Linked DNA regions of Sus scrofa: region 2 is linked to region 1. Evidence: chromatin contacts called from public HiChIP or PLAC-seq data. All regions are on one chromosome and are shown on one strand. The core of a region is the stretch at or near the end of the contact, and the rest is flanking DNA. Distances in the headings are between cores, read along the strand shown. Region 1 overlaps TNS1 (tensin-1). Region 2 overlaps TNS1 (tensin-1).

The links. HiChIP or PLAC-seq counts read pairs in DNA pulled down with a chosen protein or histone mark.
Region 2: an H3K27ac HiChIP or PLAC-seq map of skeletal muscle shows a contact between it and region 1. The contact joins two enhancer-like sites. A contact is called at or near these places in 1 of 5 promoter capture datasets (liver), 10 of 47 Hi-C or Micro-C datasets (embryonic fibroblasts, heart right ventricle, liver and 4 more) and 2 of 2 datasets of contacts at active chromatin or transcription factors (alveolar macrophages and skeletal muscle).

What each region holds. Positions count from the first base shown.
Region 1 is chr15:120,047,991-120,053,576 of Sscrofa11.1, reverse strand. It overlaps TNS1 (tensin-1), which reads left to right. Exons shown (of 36, transcript XM_021075207.1): 6 at 4,220-4,269. Among named protein-coding and RNA genes, the nearest start is that of TNS1, 93 kb to the left of the region's middle. Within about 2 kb of position 1,871, at least 38 of the 83 cell types and tissues checked have an H3K27ac peak or open chromatin away from gene starts, as enhancers often do. A contact at or near this core is called in liver, mesenteric adipose tissue, retroperitoneal adipose tissue and 2 more, where this site is marked.
Region 2 is chr15:120,093,523-120,099,091 of Sscrofa11.1, reverse strand. All of the region lies in intron 2 of TNS1 (tensin-1), which reads left to right. Among named protein-coding and RNA genes, the nearest start is that of TNS1, 47 kb to the left of the region's middle. Within about 2 kb of position 4,066, at least 35 of the 83 cell types and tissues checked have an H3K27ac peak or open chromatin away from gene starts, as enhancers often do. A contact at or near this core is called in liver, mesenteric adipose tissue, retroperitoneal adipose tissue and 2 more, where this site is marked.

The DNA.
Region 1 (5,586 bases), core at 622-3,121:
CTGGTGTGCTGTGTCGCACTTTGTTTTGGAAAAATCCGGGCCGGTGGGCAGGAAGGACAGAGGAAGAGGTGTGGCTGGAGGGGCTGGAGGGGCTGCTGCAGAGGGGTGGGGGTGGCCACAGCCCCCAGAAGAGACACAGGGATGGGAAGGGTGTCTGTCATAGACTGGTCACCAGTCTCTGGCTGCCTGACGTGGCTCCGGGTGTCGCTTCCAGACCCTCCTCCCAACTGTGCCCCCTGGGGACTGGGGCTCAGGAAACAGCTTTTCTTTTGGTCCAGGGCTGTTGTGTTTGGTCTGTGGACCTCAAAGGAAGGCAGGACTCTTCCCACGCAGTCGTTGCTCCAAACCAACCCCACCCAGATCCTGGGGTTCCCGCTGTGCTGCAGGGTGGGGAAGAAGAGGGTGAAAAATGGAGCCGGGGGGTGGGGACATGGATCTTGAGCTGCTCTGGAGTGTCTGAGCAGTGGTCAGCAGCTCTCGCCTGCAGCGAGGACCAAGGCCAACAGAGTTCGCTGAATCTGCAGCAGGAAGGGTGAGGGTTAGATACCAGGAGGAACTGCCCGATAATAAGAGAAGTAAGACACTGTTTGGGGAAGGCTGTGGAATTTCCTTTCCCAGTGTCGTTTAAGCAGAGGAAAGACTGTGTGTTGGTGATGATGATAGGGCAGATTCTTGGTGCCTAGGGAGGTGGATCAAAAGTCCTATTATCCATCCCTGTCTGGGGAAGGATAGGGAAGTTCAAAGCTGAGTGTGTAAAGGGCTTTGAGAGCCCCAGTGAGGAAAGGAATGGGATTACAGGCAGCCAGAGAGCTTGCTTGCCTTGATGAAATAAACTCTTTCCAGTACTCTTTACAAAGCCCTCTGGTGGTTTTTCCCAGAGGCTCTAAATGGAGCAGAGAAATCACCCGAGACTCTGCTGTACCCATTGACAGATGGGTCAGTGAGACCAAGTGGCTGCTTCTCACCCTGGCTCCGTGGAGGAGCACCTGCCTTCACAGACCGTAGGGACCTTGCGCACGGCTGGTGCCACTCCATGTGCATGACGATGGGGAGCAGAGAGGCCCGTGTCCCTCTTGAAAAAGGCCCTCGGGATTAGGCAGCCGCAGGAGGCGCTGTCTCTCGCCTGGCGTGTGTGAGGTCACTGTATTTCTTGGAGCATCAGGTTGTGTTACTCATGCGCCCCCGCCCCCAGCCCCTTGGTGGTTCCCCGGTTCTCCCTGTGACTCTGCCACCAACCCTCGGACGTGTTACCTGTGCACGTCTGCTTTCTGCTAGCGAGTGTCACATGCCCCCAAACTTTGCAGAAAACAGGAAGCCCTGTCAGTTAGGGGGCGGCCCAATGATTCATCGGGAGATGACCGTCCAGCTGTTCATCTCCATCCTCCCCGCTGGGGTCACCGTCCAGGGCAGCTTCCTCCCCGGCCTCCCCTTCCCTGGCTGGCTCGGCAGAGCAGAGCCGGCTTGGACTTTGTCTTATCACCTCTGGAGGCAGTGTGGCCATGGCCAGACTCGGTTGGGGCCAAGTTTTTATTTATCTTCCTTGGCTTTTTTGGGGTGGGGAGGCGGAGGAATGTGGAGTGTTGTAACATTGAGGAGAGGGGTGGGGAAGCAGGAGCCGGCGCTCCCGCCCCGCGCATCCTTCTCGCCCCTGTGCCCGTGGAGGCTCCCCTAGGGTCCCATCGGCTCCCAGGTCCCCTTGCCAAGCCGGTCTCAATATCCCATTGTCTCCCTGCGGCTCCCTAAGCCTGGCCCCGTGGTCCTGGCCGCACCTCCAGCCTTGGCTCTGGTGGTGGCTTCCAGTTGTTCGAAGCAGCTGTGGTGGCCTCCTCCAAACATGGCTGTGGATCAAGCAGTCGCCGGAACCCGAGGGGCTATTTATAGCAGGGTGGCCCCGGGGCCTGGAGCAGGGCCTGGGGCCTGGGGAGTTTCAGTGGCTCCTCATCAGGGATCAGCAGAATGGAGACGGATGGAGTGTTGGGTTTCTGCGTCCCTCTGGGTGGGTCGTTTTGAAACAGCCTGGTTTGGGTCTTGAAAACCAAATACAGCTCAACCCCTCCTTACCGCCCCCTCCCTCGCACCTCCTCCACCCCCAAAGCCTGACTCATGCCAACCCAAGTCCTCAGGGCCAGGAGAGCTGTGGCGACAGAGAAACTTTCCGCCCCGACAGCCCCACTTGGCTGTTTCCTCCTGCTGCTTCGTCCAAGGCTGAGCTGTTCAGAGCTGGGTGGCCGCCCAGGCAGAGGGGACTCTGGCCACAGCCTTCTGACCAGAGGCTGGATGGAGAACCCTTTTCTGAGCAGGGCTGCCCTGACTTGGGGCTCAGTTGGGAGCTGGGCTGTACAGCCAACTCGCCCCCACCTCGTAGGTGCTTCCGGGCCTGGAGATGGCTGAAGGGAGCTTCTCTTCTCGGGGCTCCAGGGGCCCAGCCCGGAGCCTAGGGGTGAACTCTGCCAGGCATCAGGACTTGGGGGTGAGTCACTGTGGCTTCGGTTTCTCCTCTTCTTGGTGGACTGTGGTCCAGCCTCTTCCAAGATGTGGATGCAACTTGATGGTCAGGGAAGGCCGGTTTCGGGGAGTTTGTCTGAAGAGTGCCATTGAATTCAGAGGACTCTGGCTGGGCCTGGGAATGGACAGGTTGGGTGTCAGATTCTGCATTGAGTGAGGTGGCTGAAAAGGATCGGGGGTGGGGGGGCAGCTGTTGATGCAGGGCTTTGCTTTTCCATAGGAGTGAATGTTGTGTTTGTATCTTTCCCCTTTTAATTGTACTTGATGTAGTAACAGTAACAACATGTAAGCGCCTCATGTGCGTAATTCTTTTTTTTTTTTGCTTTTCTTTAGGGCCACAGGTGCGGCATATGGTAGTTCCCAGGCTAGGGGTCACATCGGAGCTGCGGCTGCTGGCCTACCCAACAGCCACAGCAATGTGGGATCTGAGCTGCATCTGCACCTTTACCACAGCTCATGGCAACGCTGTATCCTTAGCCCACTGAGCGAGACCAGGGATCGAACCTGTATCGTCATGGATACTGGTCAGATTTGTTTCTGCTGCGCCACGATGGGAACTCACGTATAATTCCTTGTACTCTTCACACAAGCTCATAAGGATCATCCCATCTTACTTACGATATTACAAAGGCTCAGAGCATTCAGTTAATCTCAAGGCTGCCCAGCAGGATGCTGTGGGACTCTGAACTGGATCTCGCGCTTTCATCATGTGCCATCAGGTTGCCCTGGGGTGTTTTGGGTACTAGCTTGGGTCCATTTGCCTACTTTTCTACAAGTCAGCAACCCTAGAGGTGGGAGCGGGTTAGGATAACAGACAAGGAGCAGTGAGTCCTCAGAAACATGATTTGCTGTCTAGCCCTGATCTCAGATGGTACACGCCACGCCCAGCTGCTTCTTGTCTCAAAACTTTGGATTGAATGACCGGTGTTGCTGCTTTAAAGGAGAGGCATAGGGGCTGCTGGTGGTTGGAGGAGAAATGTTCAGAGCTGGGCAGAGGGGTGCCAGCGCTCCCATCTTTCCTTCTTTCATGCTTACCATCTCTAGGAGTCCCACTGTGGCTCAGTGGTAATGAACCCAACTAGTATCTATGAGGATGCGGGTTCGATCCCTGGTCTTGCTCAGTGGGTTAAGGATCTGACATTGTTGTGAGCTGTGGTGTAGTCGCAGACGTGGCTCAGATCTGGTGTTGCTGTGGCTGTGGCTGTGGCGGCAGCTCAGCTCCAATTCAACTCCTAGCCTGGGAATTTCCATACGCCAAGGGTGTGGCCTAAAAAGACAAAAAGAAAAAGAAAAGAAAAAAACCCACACTTACCATCTCTATCCTCCACTTGGGGTTACTATTCCAAAGTCCAGGGAACCAAGATGGAATCAGTTGAGTAACTGTTTTATTGAATGTGCACTCAGGGCAGATGGCACCAGCCCAGGCCGTAGTTTCTCAGTGTTCGCGATTTCTTCTTGCCCGGGGAAGGAAAGCCCTTCCCTTGGGGGCTCACAGGCACACAGGCTCGCTCACATGGGCTTGGCATTGATTGCTTTTGGCTTTGGGTTGCTGTGTTGCTGAGGCTTTAGGGTGCCTGGGCTGGAATGTTGGCAGAGGCAGGAGAGGAAATCTGTGTTTGCCCGTGGCCCTGACTGCTCTCGTGGACAGCTCTCTGCTGCTCTCCTGTCGTCCGGCCAGCCTCCACCCTAATGCTGCTTCTCTTCTCTTTCCCAGGGCTCCACCAGAGTCACGCCAAGTGTCCAGGCCCATCCCCAGCCCATCAGGTATGCCCGTCTATGGGGGGCCGGGGGTGGGGTGCAGGCAGTGAAGTCAGTGAGCATGTTCTCAGCAAGTCATGCCTTTGGGACTCCGAGATGGAAGTCACAAAGCCACTGGGTAGGGAATGCGGCAGACGCGAAAACCATAGCAAGGGGATGCAGGGAGATGCCACTGGGAAATGGTCATGTTTTGAGTTCTAGTTCGAAGCCAGGCCTTGAGCTGGATTCTCTATTTAACCTGCATGATCTCATCTAGTCCTTGCAACAACCCTGCAAGGTAAGTGTTTTATCCCACTAGGCAGATGAAGAAACTGAGTCTCAGGGGGGTGAAGTGGCTTGTTAGAGGTCCTGCAATCACCAAGAGGAAGCCCTAGGGTTTGCATTCAGGCGTGGCTGACATGGGCCTGTGCTAGATCCCAGTCCTCTCAACAGGCAGAGGTTTCTGATGTCAGAGGGCCACTTATAAAAGGAAGGTTCTCAGTCTGGCTGGGCTGCTGGGGGCTGGGGAAAGGCAGGCACAGGGGACTTGATGCCTTGCTCATTCAGAGTCTCCTTCTCCTGTGTCCAGGTTCTCTGGTTTTCTGACTTGTGCCCTTCCCTCTCTGCCTCCCCTTTACCCCTGAGGCTCCCGAGATGAGTGAGACACTGGCTCCGGGAATAAAGCCCCAGCCAGAGAGGGCCTGGTGTGTAGCTGAAGCTGCCAGGGGGTTGTAGTCCAGCTGCCACCTACCCACAGAGGCTGGAGGGCCCCTTTAGAGGACCCTGTCTTCCCCTGGACAAGAATCATGTTGGGGTGGGTGGGTGCAGCATGCGATGCTGAGGTTGTCCAGGTGGTGGCGCTGTTCTGCCTTGAGTAGGAGCCCCGCCCCCAAAGGCTGCGGTGTAAAGTTTGTCTTCCCCAACAAGAATGGCCAGGACCCAGAGATCAAATTCAAAGTGGGCTCCCAGCCCCCTGGCCCCTCTACCCCTGGGTCCTTGTCATTGAAATCATGGAGAGGCTGTATGTCACCGTTGGCTCCCCCTGTCTCCAAGCTCCTCTACGCAGTTGGGCTCAGAGTTAATCCTGGTGGCGATCTAGATTCTGTCTCGCTTCTTGGTGTCCCCAGCGCACCCCGGTCAGTTTGAAACACCCGGGTTGTGCTCCTCCCACTGCTCCTTCAGCTGCCGCTTGAGCCCGCAGTAGTGAAAGGCTACCGACTTGAACTGTGCGTGTTGTCCACCTTGGGTGGAGGGAGGAGGCCGGACACCAGGAGGCTGGTGATGGGGTGAGAAGGGGAGGGTGCCAGGGGCCCTTGGAAGCTGTGGGGGCTTCAGAATGGAATG
Region 2 (5,569 bases), core at 2,817-5,316, 43 kb before region 1:
CCTTGACTTCCTCTGTGGTTTCTAGAGACTTACTGAATTGATGGTTCTGTCCCCAGGTGCTGGAGCAGAAAGGCTGGGATAGAGGGAATGATGGTGGAGTGGGGGATGAGAGCAGCTGGAGGAGGACATTTCTCAGAGCCCCACCCCCTGCATCTGCCGCAGACCTGGGGTGGGTGGGATGCTCCTGGGACATCTGTGTCTCACTCAGTCCAGTGACCCCCATGTCTTAGCATAGTCAGTTTTTTTTTTTTTTTTTTTTCTGTCTTCGATCATATCGCTTTGAAGATAAAGGTCTGCATACAATTTTCTTGGTATAGCCTTGTGTAGAATTAAGTGGTTAAAAGAGCCCTTTCAGAGAGTTCCCATTGTGGCTCAGCAGTAATGAACCCAACTAGTATCTACGAAGATGTGGGGTCCATTCCTGGCCTCACTCAGTGGGGCAAGCTGCGGTGTAGGTCGCAGATGTGGTTCGGACCTGGCGTTGCTGTGGTTGTGATGTAGGCTGGCAGCTGCAGCTCTGATTTCACCCCTAGCCTGGGAACTTCCATATGTTGCAGGTATGGGCCTAAAAAGAAAAAAAGAAAAAAAAAAAAAAAGAGCCCTTGCATTCAATTTCTAACCAATCATCCACCCATCTCTCCATTATCCACTTACTCTTTCCACATTTATTAAGAATCTTCTAGGAGTCAACATTGTGCTAGGCCCTGGACAAAGTTGGAAAGGAGAAAGAAAAGGATGAAGAAACCTTTGCTCAACTAATGGGAGACACAGGAGTGCCCCCAAGTGTGTGTCACAGCATTAGTATAGGAGCCTTGGATATTCAGAGGAGGGGTTGGTACCTGCCAAGTGGAGAAGGATCCATGGAGAGTGTGGCTTTTGAGTTGAGCCCTGAACGTTGTAAGATGCTGATGGCTGCATCCCAGAGGGTCTCAAACGTCCTGCTGCAGAACTGGGGCTGGATGTGGTATATGGCGGGACTCTTAGATGTGATAGGGGGTGATAGTGTGTCGGGGGTGGAAGGAAGCCGTGGAGAGGATGACACTTCTGCTAATCCATGACCTGGGGGAAGGTTCCACTTTTACAGCGGCTCCCCAACCCACCTCTGGATGAGCCTAGATGGCTGTTGTAGAATCCTCAGTTCCCTCCCCTCACCAGGGCTTGCTCAAACCCCCGGCTGCCCCTGGGCTGCAGTGGGTATGAGGGTGAGGCAGGATAGGGCCATTTGGAGACCACTTTGCCCCAGAGTTGGGGCCAAGGAGGCCTGGGCAGGGTTTCCTTATGCAGTTTCAGAGAGGCCAGGTTTTTCCCATCTCTGGTCACAGGCTGAGGCCACTGTCAAGGCTGGTAGGTTGTGAGATGCTGGAATTTGGGATCTGGGAGGCCAGACTCTTCCCATCTGGGAGGAGATGAGGTCATCTTGCTGCAGAGGCAGGAGCAGGGGGTGGATGCAGTGGGGCCTCTATCCCCACCCTCCCCACATAAGATCCTGAGAGGGTGCCCCTCCCCCGCATCCTCCTGGGCTCCATTGTCACTCATGATGGTGGGGGGAGCAGCCCTCTAACCTGTTGACATCTCTGTGACGCTGGCCCCAGATGCCACCAAATCTTTGCCGAGGCCATTTATTCCTCCTGGGTCTCCCCTGTCACTTTTCCTCTCTGGAAAATTGAAGCCTGGGGAAGGGTTTGGCTGGATTCATAAAATTAGTGAACATAACCAGAAAAGATCTGGAAGATCTTTGGATCCAAACTCATTGGACAGCAGGGGAAACTGAGGAGGCTCAGACATGCGGGTCACTGGCCCGGGACCTCACAGGAAGGTGGCCCAGATGGCAAAGAGAATGGCCTTTTCATCTCTGGAGGGCTGAGTGGTGGGGAGCTTGGCTCCAGAGCCGGCCCGTAGGATCAGAGTTCCTGCTCCACGCCATCCTGTGTGGTCTTGGACAAGTCAGCTAACCGCTCCAAGGTCACTTTCTTCGGTGAAAACAAGAGAGAGAGATTGAAAGATTAAGTGAGAGAGAGAATATTCTTTTAAGTGCCAGGCATACAAATAGGTGTGCTGCAAATGACTTTTCTCTTCCCCTCAAAATAACCCTTTCTGCTTCTATACTTTTATCATGTTATGGCACTCTAAACTTTTCAAATTGCATTTCCCCCAGTTTTTTTTTTTTTTTTTTTGGCTGCTCTGCAGCATATGGAGTTCCTGGGCCAGGGATCAGATCTGAGCTGCAATTTCTGATCCAACCCGCAGCAGGATCCTTAACCCACTGTGCTGGGCTGGGATCAAACCTGAGACCCACTGCTCCCAAGACACTGCTCATCTCGTTGTGCCACAGAGGGAACTCCTCCCCCAGTAGTTTCAATTGTAATTTTTTTTTTAACATATGAAATAGTTGAAAGTATAATATGACAAGTGCCCTGATTCTGTACTGAACACTGTATTTGCTTTAACACGTTTCTATCTCTCCATCAATCTTTTTTTTTTTTTTGATGTGTTTCAAAGAGACTTGGAACATGCATTTTATTAACTAGAGTTCAATTCAAATCACGTTTGAATATATAGTCACAAATAGCTTAACTCAGCCCAGAGGAAAAAAGCAAGGATTTTTACCCCACATTTGACAGATAAGGGGAGAAACGGGTTCAGAGTAAGATCTCCAGTCACAAAATGAGTTGGAAACAGCAGGAAGCAGAGCAGTTTCCCAAAGTTGGGAGTTGCAGTTATTATTATTGTCTCACCAACCATCCTTCTCCACCCACTCATCCTCGGGCCATTTCTCTCCAGCAGTGTTTCTTCCGTGGGGTCCTGGACCTCTTGGCATCCTGCCCTCTTCCCCCACCTCTGCTCCGAAAGCCCTCCGCCCCTCCCTGAGGGTCCCCAGGGAGGCAGCTGAGCCAGTGGCCGAAGGGGGAGGGCACTCTTCTTGGCATGCCATGCCCAGGCATATGTGCCCTGCCACCAAGCCAGCGAGCGGGGAGCTGGAGCCGGGGAGCTGGGCGTAAGGGCCCTGGCTGAGTGCTTCAGGGGTTAAAGGAGGCGGCGGGGCGGACCGCTGGCCGGAGCCGGGGATGGGGGAAGGAGGCGGTGCGCCCAATAGCCCGGCCCGCCGGCTGCCAGGGGAGGGAGCCGGGCGAGCAGCGCCCTCGTTCAGTTGCTCCCAGCAGTGGCCCTGGGACCAGCTCCGCTGCCTGTGCCTGCTCCCCGCCCGCCCGGACACAAGGCTCACTCGCACCCTCCTCTCGGCAACCAGCTTCTTGCCAGCCACAGCCGCTGCCCCCTCACTGCCCACTGCCCCCGTCCTGTGAGCCCAGACACCCACCCCACCCAGTGGCTCCTCTGCCGGAAAGGTGAGTGTGGCGTCGGGTGTGCGTGCTGGCGTGAGAGAGACGCTCTCGCTCTTGGCCCTGATGCTGTCAGGACCTCCGATCAGGGCGTAAGTTAGGGGAGGAGGGAGGTCAGCCCGTCTGGTCACAAGCCTCTGGGCTAGGTAGCCCCTCCGGACCAACCTGTCCATCCCTGAGGTCAGCGTCTGGTTCTGGCAGCGATGTCTGGGGCGCGGTTGTCCCTGCTCAGGGGAGAGACCAGTCAGAAGGAGTTTTGTTTGCTGGAGAAGTTGTGTGTCTCTGGCTGCTTGAGACTGAGGCCAGCAGGGGTGAGTGGGGAGGGACGAACTGACCAAGGTTGGGGGAGGCTGCGGTCTCGAGTCGCTAGGGTCCCTTCCTCTACCTGCCTGCCATCATTGGACTGCCTGGGGGAGAAGACCAGGGCACAGGTGTGGGCATTCTTGCCCCCTTCCCTCCTTTCCCCGCCACGGGATGGAGCTGTTACTGGGCACCATCCTCCCCTTAGGGCTCGTCTTACTCCCATCCCTCATCAACCAAGAGGCAGCTGCGGTGGAGAGTTTGGCAGGCCTGGAAAGGTCCGGGCCCCCTGCCTTATGCCCCTCAGCGTGTGTCCATGCGCCTTTGCCCATGGGCACAGGCTGGCATGTGTTCCCACTGCTGCCCTCCCCCAGCCAGCGCTCTTACTCCTTCCTGACCCCTCTGGGCAGAAATAGCTAATCCAGGTGGTTAATGAACAGACACATGCAGCTGCCTTTCCCCCTCCCCTTCCTCACTCCTCACTGCTCGCCTCCTGCCCAGACCCTCTGATACCCTGCCTGCCAGTTGTTCCTGCTGGAGCATCCATGCAGGGCCAACCTCGGCGTCTGTCCCCCCACCCCTACCCCCCGCCCCAGTCCCCAAGTTCAGGACCAGGGCCAGGACTGCCCGCCCAGATGTTTTTAGGTTAACTACTGTCTTCGAAGAGGAAACGGGGAGGGTGGTGACCAAGGGGTGACCAAGAGAAGCCTGCTGAGCTCCCAGTCGGGCTGGGCTCCCTGCAGGGGGTGGGATGGAGTTAGGGGACAGGATGGGTGCTGGGTAGGGAAGGAGTTAGTCTGGGAGGGCAGGACAGGAGGTTGTGGGGTGAGGCTAAGGGGGGCACTGGAAATGAGGATGCCGGAGTCTTTGGGGACAGGGGCTTCTATTCTGGAAGCCTCAGCGTCCCTTTCATGTGGCACAGCCAAGCCCAGAGGTTCATGAGGGTGTGGGGAGAGCACCCTTTCTCCTTTGGTCTCTGCTGGGCCCCTTCCTGAAGCTGCCTGGGTCGGGTGGGGACCCCTTGGGCTCAGACGTGGCCTTAAGTTGCTCCTACCCCTGCCAGCTGGCAGCTCCTCCAGTTTCCCCCACCCTCGAGCTGCCCTAGCACCTCAAACCTTGCTAGAGCTAAGGCACCCTCTGCTCTGACCCCTCTGGCCTAGGGGTGCAGGAGGGAGGCCTTGGACCTGGCTCTGGATGAGGAGCTGGATGGAGAGCTCTGAAGTGGATCAGTGCTGGGATCCAGCTTGCGGTTGGCCTTGACTCTGCTTTCCGTAGAGGATACCACGGGCCAGGGCCTAGGAGGGTCTCAGCTAGTTCAATAGGCAGGACTAGGAGCCAGAACTTTGATGCAGAGCTGAGAAGTCTTGGGAGGCAACCTGGGAACCCTCTGCTTCCAAATCCCCGGCCTTGAACCTGTCCGGCTTTCCTTCCTGATCCCTTATCCCAAGCTTCATACTTCACTTCCCTCAAAACTCCAGGTCAGACTCTCCCCATAGGGGCTGCGGGGTCCAGAACTGTAAACACAGGGAGCTGGTGGCTGGGGTGGGGAGGTGCTGGGGTGGGGTGGGGTGCAGAGGAGTTCAGAGACGAAGTTACTGTTCGGTGACCATCTTCTCATTGCCGGTGGACTGTGGCTGAAGCTTCGGCATTTGGGAACACTCAGTGTGCAAAGTAGGACGTCAGAGGAGGACTCAAAGGGGCAGAATGGATTTTTGTTTGATGAAGGAAGCTCAGCTCGGTTTAATGAAGGGCTTTCCAGCAAGCCTGGTGGGTCCGTAGTAGAACTGGCTGCCTTGTAAGGTAGTGAGAATCCCGTCGAGGGGGGGAGTTTAGACAGAGGCTGGACAACAGCTTGTAAGGATTCCTGAGCTGGGATGTGGTTGGAAGGGTTGACCTTGAAGGTCTCCTGGGATGTTGAGGTCCTGGGATTC